Linked DNA regions of Sus scrofa: regions 2 and 3 are each linked to region 1. The links are chromatin contacts, called in public Hi-C and promoter capture Hi-C maps. All regions are on one chromosome and are shown on one strand. Each heading gives the region's core, a stretch centred on a gene start, on an enhancer-like site or on the middle of the called end of the contact. The rest is flanking DNA. Distances are from core to core; before and after follow the strand shown. Region 1 holds the start of TOMM5 (mitochondrial import receptor subunit TOM5 homolog). Region 2 has its middle 5.3 kb from the start of ALDH1B1. Region 3 holds the start of ZCCHC7 (zinc finger CCHC domain-containing protein 7).

Region 1 (2,580 bases), core at 40-2,539:
AGATGCAAGAGGTTACTAAAGCCTGAATAAGCAAATGAGTTCCCTTTCTTGACTCAATGTGTTACATTCTGTCAATCAGGAAGGCAGGGGGTTGGGGGGGGGGGAAGAGCAAGATTTAAGAGTTATCTGTTGCTTCCATAGTAAATTACTGTTCAAATTTATCTAAAATCCATTGTTGCTATGCAATGTACAGTCTAGAAGGAGCATTCTGGTCTTGAATTATGTGAGCAAGTCAGTCATCTGGTTCGTGTCTGAGAATTATATATGGCTAGTTGGCATGCATAATTTGGGGCAGCAGCCTTCTAACAACTGTTTTGATCATTCCGTGACAGGAAATCTGGTTGCATTAAATTCCTACCTTCTGCTTCCAGAGATGCCCATCCAAGCAGGCACTAATAGCTAATAAAGACTAACAGAGGAACAAAAGGGTGCAGGGGAAAGAGAATTCAATTTAATATTATAATTATTTGCATTAGAACCCTGCCTCTGCCCATCATTAGTAGAAAGACTTTAGGAATTACACTGGGTTTCTAAACCTCTCTGTCCTTATCTGTAGAATGTTGAACAGATCTAAACTTGATTTATATACACTGTATCACTGGGCCAATACTGTAATTTGTGATGATCAGTTAACACTGAAAATGAGATGACAATAATAAAACGTAAAATGTTAAAAACTATGTGTCTGGGACCCTACTGGTCTAACTAGGTACACAACCCTGCTCAGAATTGACTAGTTGTGTACCTTGAGCAAATGTCATCATCTTTGTCTTTTTATTTTAGCTCATCATTAAAAAGTTCAAAATTATTCATAATAAAAGACTGGAATAATTAACTGAAATGATACACTAATCACCACCTAAGTTATTTTCAATATTTTGCTAATATCCTTTCATCTCTCTTTCCCAACCCTTTTTTTTCCCCCTGAGGTATTTTAAACACTATCTGGGCAAGTTGTTTTAAAGATCTCTGTGCTTTAATTTTCTTATCTAGAAAATGAAAATAATAATATCGAATTCATGAGTAGAAATGTACTGCGTATTTAATAAATGCTAACTATTATTATTTAAGATGGTACCTAAGTGCACCTCCCCCTCCGAGGCGCAAAACCACTTTGCCGCTCCACGCGCGGGGCTCAAGACAGGAGCCTGCAGGAACCCGAGTCGCGCGTCGCTAAGATGGCGTGTGCCCCCTTCAGGCCGCCCTCCTTCAGAACAAGTCAATGTAAGGATGAATTTTGTCCTTCGCAGGCTCCCGTCGCAGGAGTCGAAAACGAGGGGCGGGAACAGGAAATGGGATTGGGTCGAGTTCCGGGCGCCACACGGAAGCTGAGAATTGCAGAGCGCGACCACTGGAATTGGTGAGGCAGAGCCGCGATGTTCCGGATCGAGGGCCTCGCGCCGAAGCTGGACCCTGAGGAGATGAAACGGAAGATGCGTGAGGATGTGATCTCTTCCATACGGAACTTCCTCATCTATGTGGCCCTGCTGCGAGTCAGTGAGTGTCCTTTCAGGCTGTGGCCGTGAAACTAACAGGGAGCTCGCGGACACTGCCCTCCAACTTTGATCCCATTGGCCTTTGGGGGCCTTGAACTAAACTAAGCGGTCGCTGGGCGCAAGGGACGTGCACGTCGAGGGCAGCGGGCGCATGCGCGACGCGGTTAGGATCTGCTTGTGAGGGCTGGAGTGTTTTAGGGCACGCGGCGACCTGGACCTCGAGGTTGAATCACGGTCCAGGGTAATCACCCAGCCCGACCGTTTGAAATGAAAGCGCCTCAAGGGTTATCTCCCAGAGCAGCTACCTCGTTTTGCACACAGAAAAACTTGTGTCTAGAGTGGATAAATGGCAGGCTCAAGGTCACTCAGCGATTTGGTGAATGATCTTGACCTAGAATCCAGAATTCTTTACTCGCTGCCAAGTTTCCTTCCATTATTGCTGACCTCTGAAATCCAAAAGGTTTTGTTCCTTTTATTTGTATGGAGGGCGGAGTAAATAATTGCTATTTTAAAAGAATGACGAAAAAAGAGTATGAGTTAATAGGATTAATTTTTTTTTCTCTTGGCCACACAGAGGCATATGGAAGTTACCCGGCTAGGAATCTAATCTGAGCCAGAGCTGCAGCCTATGCCACGGCTGCAGTAACAGCCGGATCCTTAACAACTGCTCTGGACCGGGGCTGGAACCGCGCCTCCACAGAAACAAACCCGATGTGTTAATCACTGGGCCACAGTGGAAACTTCCTAATAGGACTGATGATAATACCTGAGAGTTTATTCGATTTTATTTTTGATAGAAACTATTTGCACTGCCTGATCTTCACAATAGCCCTGGGAGAGGCAGGACATAAATCTCTGTCCACTTTGCAAATAAGAACTCCACATTTAGAGGGCACTTACGCAAATTATCAGAATTACCAGCACACAATATTAGATCTGGATGCAGTTTTATAGATCAGTTTTCTAGTTTTACTGATAGGAATTTGAGAAGCACTTTGCCCCTCCGTCTCATTTTCAGTTCAGTGTTCTTTTCCTTGTTCCTTGCTGTATGTTAGTAGGTCCTTGATGAAGAGGAAGAGACGAT
Region 2 (2,580 bases), core at 21-2,520, 770 kb before region 1:
TCTACTTTTTGGGGGGACCTTGTTGAACCTTGTTAACTATAAATGTTTTCTATTCTGCATGTCTAACAAGTTGCCAGTGATGCCAGTGCAGCTCGTGCCAAGCCCACACTCTGAGCAGCAAGAGCAGAGGATGCCCTCTGAAAGACAGGTAGGGCCCAACTGAATGAAGAAGCAGGTTCCAGTTGCAGGTAATAGGCACAGGCATGTGCCCAGGCCTGGAGGTGGGAGGGGTCAAAGTGCAGTCAAAGAGCTGGGAGAAGGAGTTCCTGTTGCAGCACAGCAGAAAAATAAATCTGACTACTATCCATGAGGACTCGGGTTCAATCCCTGGCCTCGCTCAGTGGGTTAAGGATCCGGCGTTGCCCTGAGCCGTGGTGTAGGTTGTAGATGTGGCTTGGATCTGGCATTGCTGTGGCTATGAGTAAGCCAGCAGCAGTTACAGCTCCGATTCGACCCCTAGCCTGGGAACCTCCATATGTCATGGGTGCAGCCCTAAAAAGAAAAAAGAAAAAAAAAAAAAAACTGGGAGAAGATAAGTGGGACAGAAGCAGAAAGTGCAAAGGGGTGAAAGCTCCTGGAAGAGGCTGAAGGTCCGGAGGTCTGGGTGAGAATGCTGTTTCGTTTTGTTTTAAATTCCTCTACTGATTCTCATATGTACCATACTTTTAAACTACTGACATAAGAGAAACACCGAATAAAAATAGCTTCATCAAGAGAGAGGTGTATCTGTCTCCCACTTAAAAGAAGTCCTGAGATAGGTGGCTAGGGCAGAGTAGGGGCCCAGCTCTGTCTGCCTTTTGACCACAGAGGATCCTACTAGAGTTTTGAGGAAGAAGGAAGCGAGTTAACAGGACCCTGTTTGCAATTTGAAAAGACCATACTGGTTGTAGCATGTGTGTCCTCTAGTTTCCTGGGGGAAAGACTCTTCTGCGTTATGTTACCAAGAACAGCAGGTGTTGGTAATTATTAAGCTGGCTGCTGCCAGGCACAGGGGATTCATTAGACTCTCTATTTTTGTGTATATTTAAACTTGACCAAAATAAATGGTTAGAAAAAAATAAGAAAGGATTGTGTTACATTAGTAGGATGTGTCCTCTTGGTTCAAATGCTCCATAATGCATCTGTCCCTTCATGACCCTCCTGAATGGGCCCAAGGGGTTCATGTCTTTCTAAATCCAGTTAATCTTTGGACAGCAATCACAGACCCAGGCGGGGGTTGTGCAAAGGGCATAGGGGTTGGAATGAGAGGCTGGTTCCTTGTCCCTGTGCCAGCCCCTCCTTGTGATCTTGGGCTACTTCCTCTCTCTTGGCTTCAGCCTTCTCCACTTTATAAAAGAGGGGATAGGAGATAGACGGGCTACCAGGGGATCAGGGCCCCAGAAAGTTCTAGTAAAGCTGCTACATAATGTTCATTGTCAGCAGTGTCCTTGGACCACAACCTTTGGACTCCAAATGCAGACTACTTATGAAACCCAGTCAACTGACTTTCCCATCCTATTATCTTCACTGGTTCTGGGCCATAAAGAGGCAAGGGTTGAAGTACAAAGAGCTGGTAGGGGCCAAGTGTGTCTTTACGTATTTGCCAATTAAGTGAACTTTATATGCTGCCCTGTCGTTAATGACACATAGTGCAGATCTGCCAACAAACACACCAGGGCCTCTTGAATCCAGCAGTGTCTGACTCCTAGGTCACCAGAGTAGGGCAGCAGGGATGAGCAGCTGCTGAGCACGCCCTTGACTTTCACCTCTGTCTCCAGTCAGTTCTTTCTGCTTGGAAGACTATTTCCTCAGCACAGCTCTCGCCAGGCCCAGCAATTTCCACATTGGCAAACATTTGCCAACCATCATCCCTCCGTCTCTCAGCTCCTGTTACTGATGGCCCTGTCCCAGAGGCCCTGGCAGTGCAGAGACGAACCAGACACCAGCCTCGTCCGCAGGCCGTTCACAGACTGGGGAGCCAGACAGACATGGACATTGGTGTGCTTCTCTCACCCGGTGTGAGAAAGCCCCGTGGGGCCCAGAGAAATAAGAAACAGCACAAAAACAAAGGCTGGGAAGGTCTGGAGAGACTCCCCTTGAGGAGGTGATACTTGAAACCTGAAAAGGGTCGGGGGAGAGATGGCATTCCTGGAAGACAGAGTTGCATGTGCTAAAGGCCAGAGATGAGTGATGACTTGGGTGGCTTGGGAAGCTGTGATTAGCTCCTGCTGGCCGGCACCTGGGGGTATGATGGGCTGGGGGGGGGGGGCGCTGTGGGGGGGAGCAGCGAGAGAGCAAAGGCTGGAGAAGTGTGAGGGGTAGATCACAATGGGCCTTAAGTGTCATGTTGAGGAGTTTCAGTATTATCCTGAGAAGGCACAGAAAGACTTTAAGACAGGCAGGTGCCTTGGTTAGAGAGAACCATGAGATCTAATTTCATCAGATCCTATGACAATGAGTGAAGATTAGGTTTAGCTTTGAGTGACAGAAATTCCAATAACAATGACTTACACAAAATGCAAGTTATTTCTCTAAAAAAGTAAAAGAAACCCAGAGGTAAGCAGTCTATGAAGGTGATAAATGATCCTCAAGCATACTGGT
Region 3 (2,580 bases), core at 22-2,521, 510 kb after region 1:
CAGACAGATACAAGATTTTTGTGGGAGAAAATAATGCTAAATTTATTCAGAAAAAATCCAGCTGTTTCTGACATAAAGTCTTCATAGGATAACTAATCCTATCTCAAAACACTTACTTCATCTTTTCCACAGGCCCCTTTTCCTTTTGCTGCAGTCTCTTACCCTTGGAGCTATTTTACAATCCTCATTTCCACTTCTTCCTTAGTTCATTCCCCACCCCCAGATTCTCCTGAAAACGATAGTGCACTGCGCTCAAAATCACAAAACTGAAAATATACACACAAGCTAAATATTCAAAACACAGAGTCAATAGTTTTGGAATGGACCTCGAAGTCATTCAATTGAACGCTCTCATTTTATACAGACAGAAACGGGATCTAAGAAGCTTATTTATTCAAAGAGCCTAAAAGATCTCCTAATTCAACCCTGCAACCTGAAAAAAAGGTAAATTCAACCTCAAGAGAAGACTTCTAGAGTCATCAGCGCGAGTCGGTAGTGGAGTCGCGGCTGTAACTCGGCCTGCTCTCACTCAGCCAGTTTCCCTACTACACATACCCGCAGCTGTTAGAGCTGAAGTTAACTGCTGGTTCCCTGGATGTAAGGGATAAAAGGAATCAAGGAACAAGTCTCCTTGTTTTACATGGGGGAAGAGGGCCATCTGCCCAAATTTTTCTGGCCCCCAGAGCTGCTGCTTCTGACAGCTGAGGCTGGAGTTGGCCCAGGACTGTTGGATCCTCAAGGGCCGAGCTCCCTTCGGGTTTAAATGACTGACCGGCTTCCCTAAAAGACAGGGGACTCTCAGAGGGTAGTGGGGGTAAAGCAGGCAGTAACACCATCCCCATCGAGGCCATGGGCGCCCAAGCTCTTTCTGAACCACAGTCTCAGGCCTTGAAGGGAGGAGAAGCAGACACCTCAGCCAGTCAGCTGAGTCGCGTGGGACAGAGCTCGACTGAGAGGCCACGAGCGGAGCCGGGTACCGCCACAAGTAAGGGACAGGCGGGAGACGCGGAGGCCAGCGAGGGGACACGCGCTAGTTCCACGGCCCTGCGGGCGAGGCGGAGGGCAGGCAGGGGTCCCCGGCCCGTGGACGGCTCGGGGTCCGTCACACATACTCACTGCCGCGGCTGCGACCAGGAAGCACCAACCAGGAACCAAAACGCGTAAAGGGACGGGGAGGGGCGAGGACAGATGAGGTAAGGAAACCGCGTCCGCGCCGACCCGGGAGGAGGGAAGGCACTTCCGGGGACAACACTTCTCCCAGGAGTTGTCTTCCGTCCCCGCCCACCCTGCGGGCCTTCTTGCGCATGCGTAACAACTATAAACTCCCCCTTCCCTTCCCAGCTGAGAGTCTTTTCGGTTTGCCTTTCTTGCTCTGCTCCTTCCCCGCCACGACTTCTTTCAGAAGTGTCTAGGCTGCACCTGTAATAGGGAAACACCTTGTTTGAATGACTTGCACGGAAAAAATGCTGCTTACCGAGCCAAACCGGAGAAAGCTAGCGCCTTTTTGTGCCCGCGAGAAAAACTACGTCTCCCATGATGCTCCGGGGCGGGGTTTAGCTTGGGCTCCGCCTCCTCCCTGACCTGGGGGAGGAGGAGACACCTTCCTTATGCCACGTGGCACGGGAGCCACGAGACCCAGGTAAGGGCTAAGGGGCAGGTGCAGCTGGCGGCATGGCTGGAGGACGTAGAGAACCTCAGCAAGGGAGAAGCCTCTTTGAGAAAGGTTGCCTTCTAGATACTTCTTTCTTGAGCTAGGTGACCTTATGCAGGTCACTTACATCTCAAGGTTGAAGTTGAACCTAGTTTACGCTGGGGCGCTTCCGCCTCTTATTTTTCCTAGAATACAAGGCAACAGATTTAAGTCTTTGTGCACCTTGAAAAGCTGCACTCATGCTAAACACTGAAGTCGATACTGGTCCCTTGGAAACCTCTAGAGGATTGTGCTGGGAGCCTCTGGCTTGGTTTCTCTTCTCACACCATATTTTAATAACTGTACAACTTTACAAATAAGGAAATATTTTATTAATTCGTGGGCCCTTGGCAACAGTCTTGAGTTTTAAGATGGGGGCAGGGGAGATTGGCCACACCCATGGGATGCAAAAGTTCCCAGCCAGGTATCAAACCCTAGCCACAGCCATGATAATGCTGGATCCTTAACTACAAGCCCACCAGAGAACTCTGACAATAGTCTTGAAAGATAAGCTTGACATTGATTTTTTGTGTGTGTGGCAGCACCTGTGGCACATGGAAGGTCCCAGGTCAGCAATCCAATCCGAGCCACAGCTGCAGCAGTGCACAAATTCATAACCCAGTGCACCAGGCCTGGGGTCAAACCCTAGCCTCACCAAAAACCCTAGCCACCTCAGAGACAAGGCTAGATCCTTAACACTATGCACCACATCAGGAACTCTAACGACTTTTTTTTTTTTTTTTTTTTTTTTTTGTCTTTTTGCTTTTTCTTGAGCTGCTCCCACTGCATATGGAGGTTCCCAGGCTAGGGTTTCAAACGGAGCCGCAGCCACCAGCCTATGCCAGAGCCACAGCAACGAGCCGAGTCTGCAACCCACACCACAGCTCACG

Evidence for each region. Promoter capture Hi-C pulls out the DNA fragments that hold promoters and counts their contacts. A called contact is a pair of places that touch in the nucleus more often than the background predicts.
Region 2: a Hi-C map of liver shows a contact between it and region 1, with 5 times the contacts expected there. The contact joins the enhancer-like site here to the promoter of TOMM5 in region 1. A contact is called at or near these places in 3 of 5 promoter capture datasets (fetal liver, liver and skeletal muscle), 2 of 47 Hi-C or Micro-C datasets (embryonic fibroblasts and liver) and 2 of 2 datasets of contacts at active chromatin or transcription factors (alveolar macrophages and skeletal muscle).
Region 3: a contact with region 1 is called in a promoter capture Hi-C map of liver, with 2.7 times the contacts expected there. The contact joins the promoter of ZCCHC7 here to the promoter of TOMM5 in region 1. A contact is called at or near these places in 1 of 5 promoter capture datasets (liver), 1 of 47 Hi-C or Micro-C datasets (skeletal muscle) and 1 of 2 datasets of contacts at active chromatin or transcription factors (alveolar macrophages).

Annotation. Positions count from the first base shown.
Region 1 is chr1:238,331,775-238,334,354 of Sscrofa11.1, reverse strand. It overlaps TOMM5 (mitochondrial import receptor subunit TOM5 homolog), which reads left to right and starts at 1,289. Exons shown (of 2, transcript XM_003122021.5): 1 at 1,289-1,497. The coding sequence starts at 1,377. LOC102165621 (a long non-coding RNA gene) reads right to left here and starts at 1,170. Exons shown (of 3, transcript XR_301353.3): 1 at 1,079-1,170.
Region 2 is chr1:239,103,236-239,105,815 of Sscrofa11.1, reverse strand. No RefSeq gene overlaps it. Among named protein-coding and RNA genes, the nearest start is that of ALDH1B1, 5.3 kb to the left of the region's middle. Within about 2 kb of position 1,270, at least 14 of the 83 cell types and tissues checked have an H3K27ac peak or open chromatin away from gene starts, as enhancers often do. A contact at or near this core is called in fetal liver, liver and skeletal muscle, where this site is marked.
Region 3 is chr1:237,819,366-237,821,945 of Sscrofa11.1, reverse strand. It overlaps ZCCHC7 (zinc finger CCHC domain-containing protein 7), which reads right to left and starts at 1,271. Exons shown (of 10, transcript XM_021066106.1): 1 at 1,117-1,271.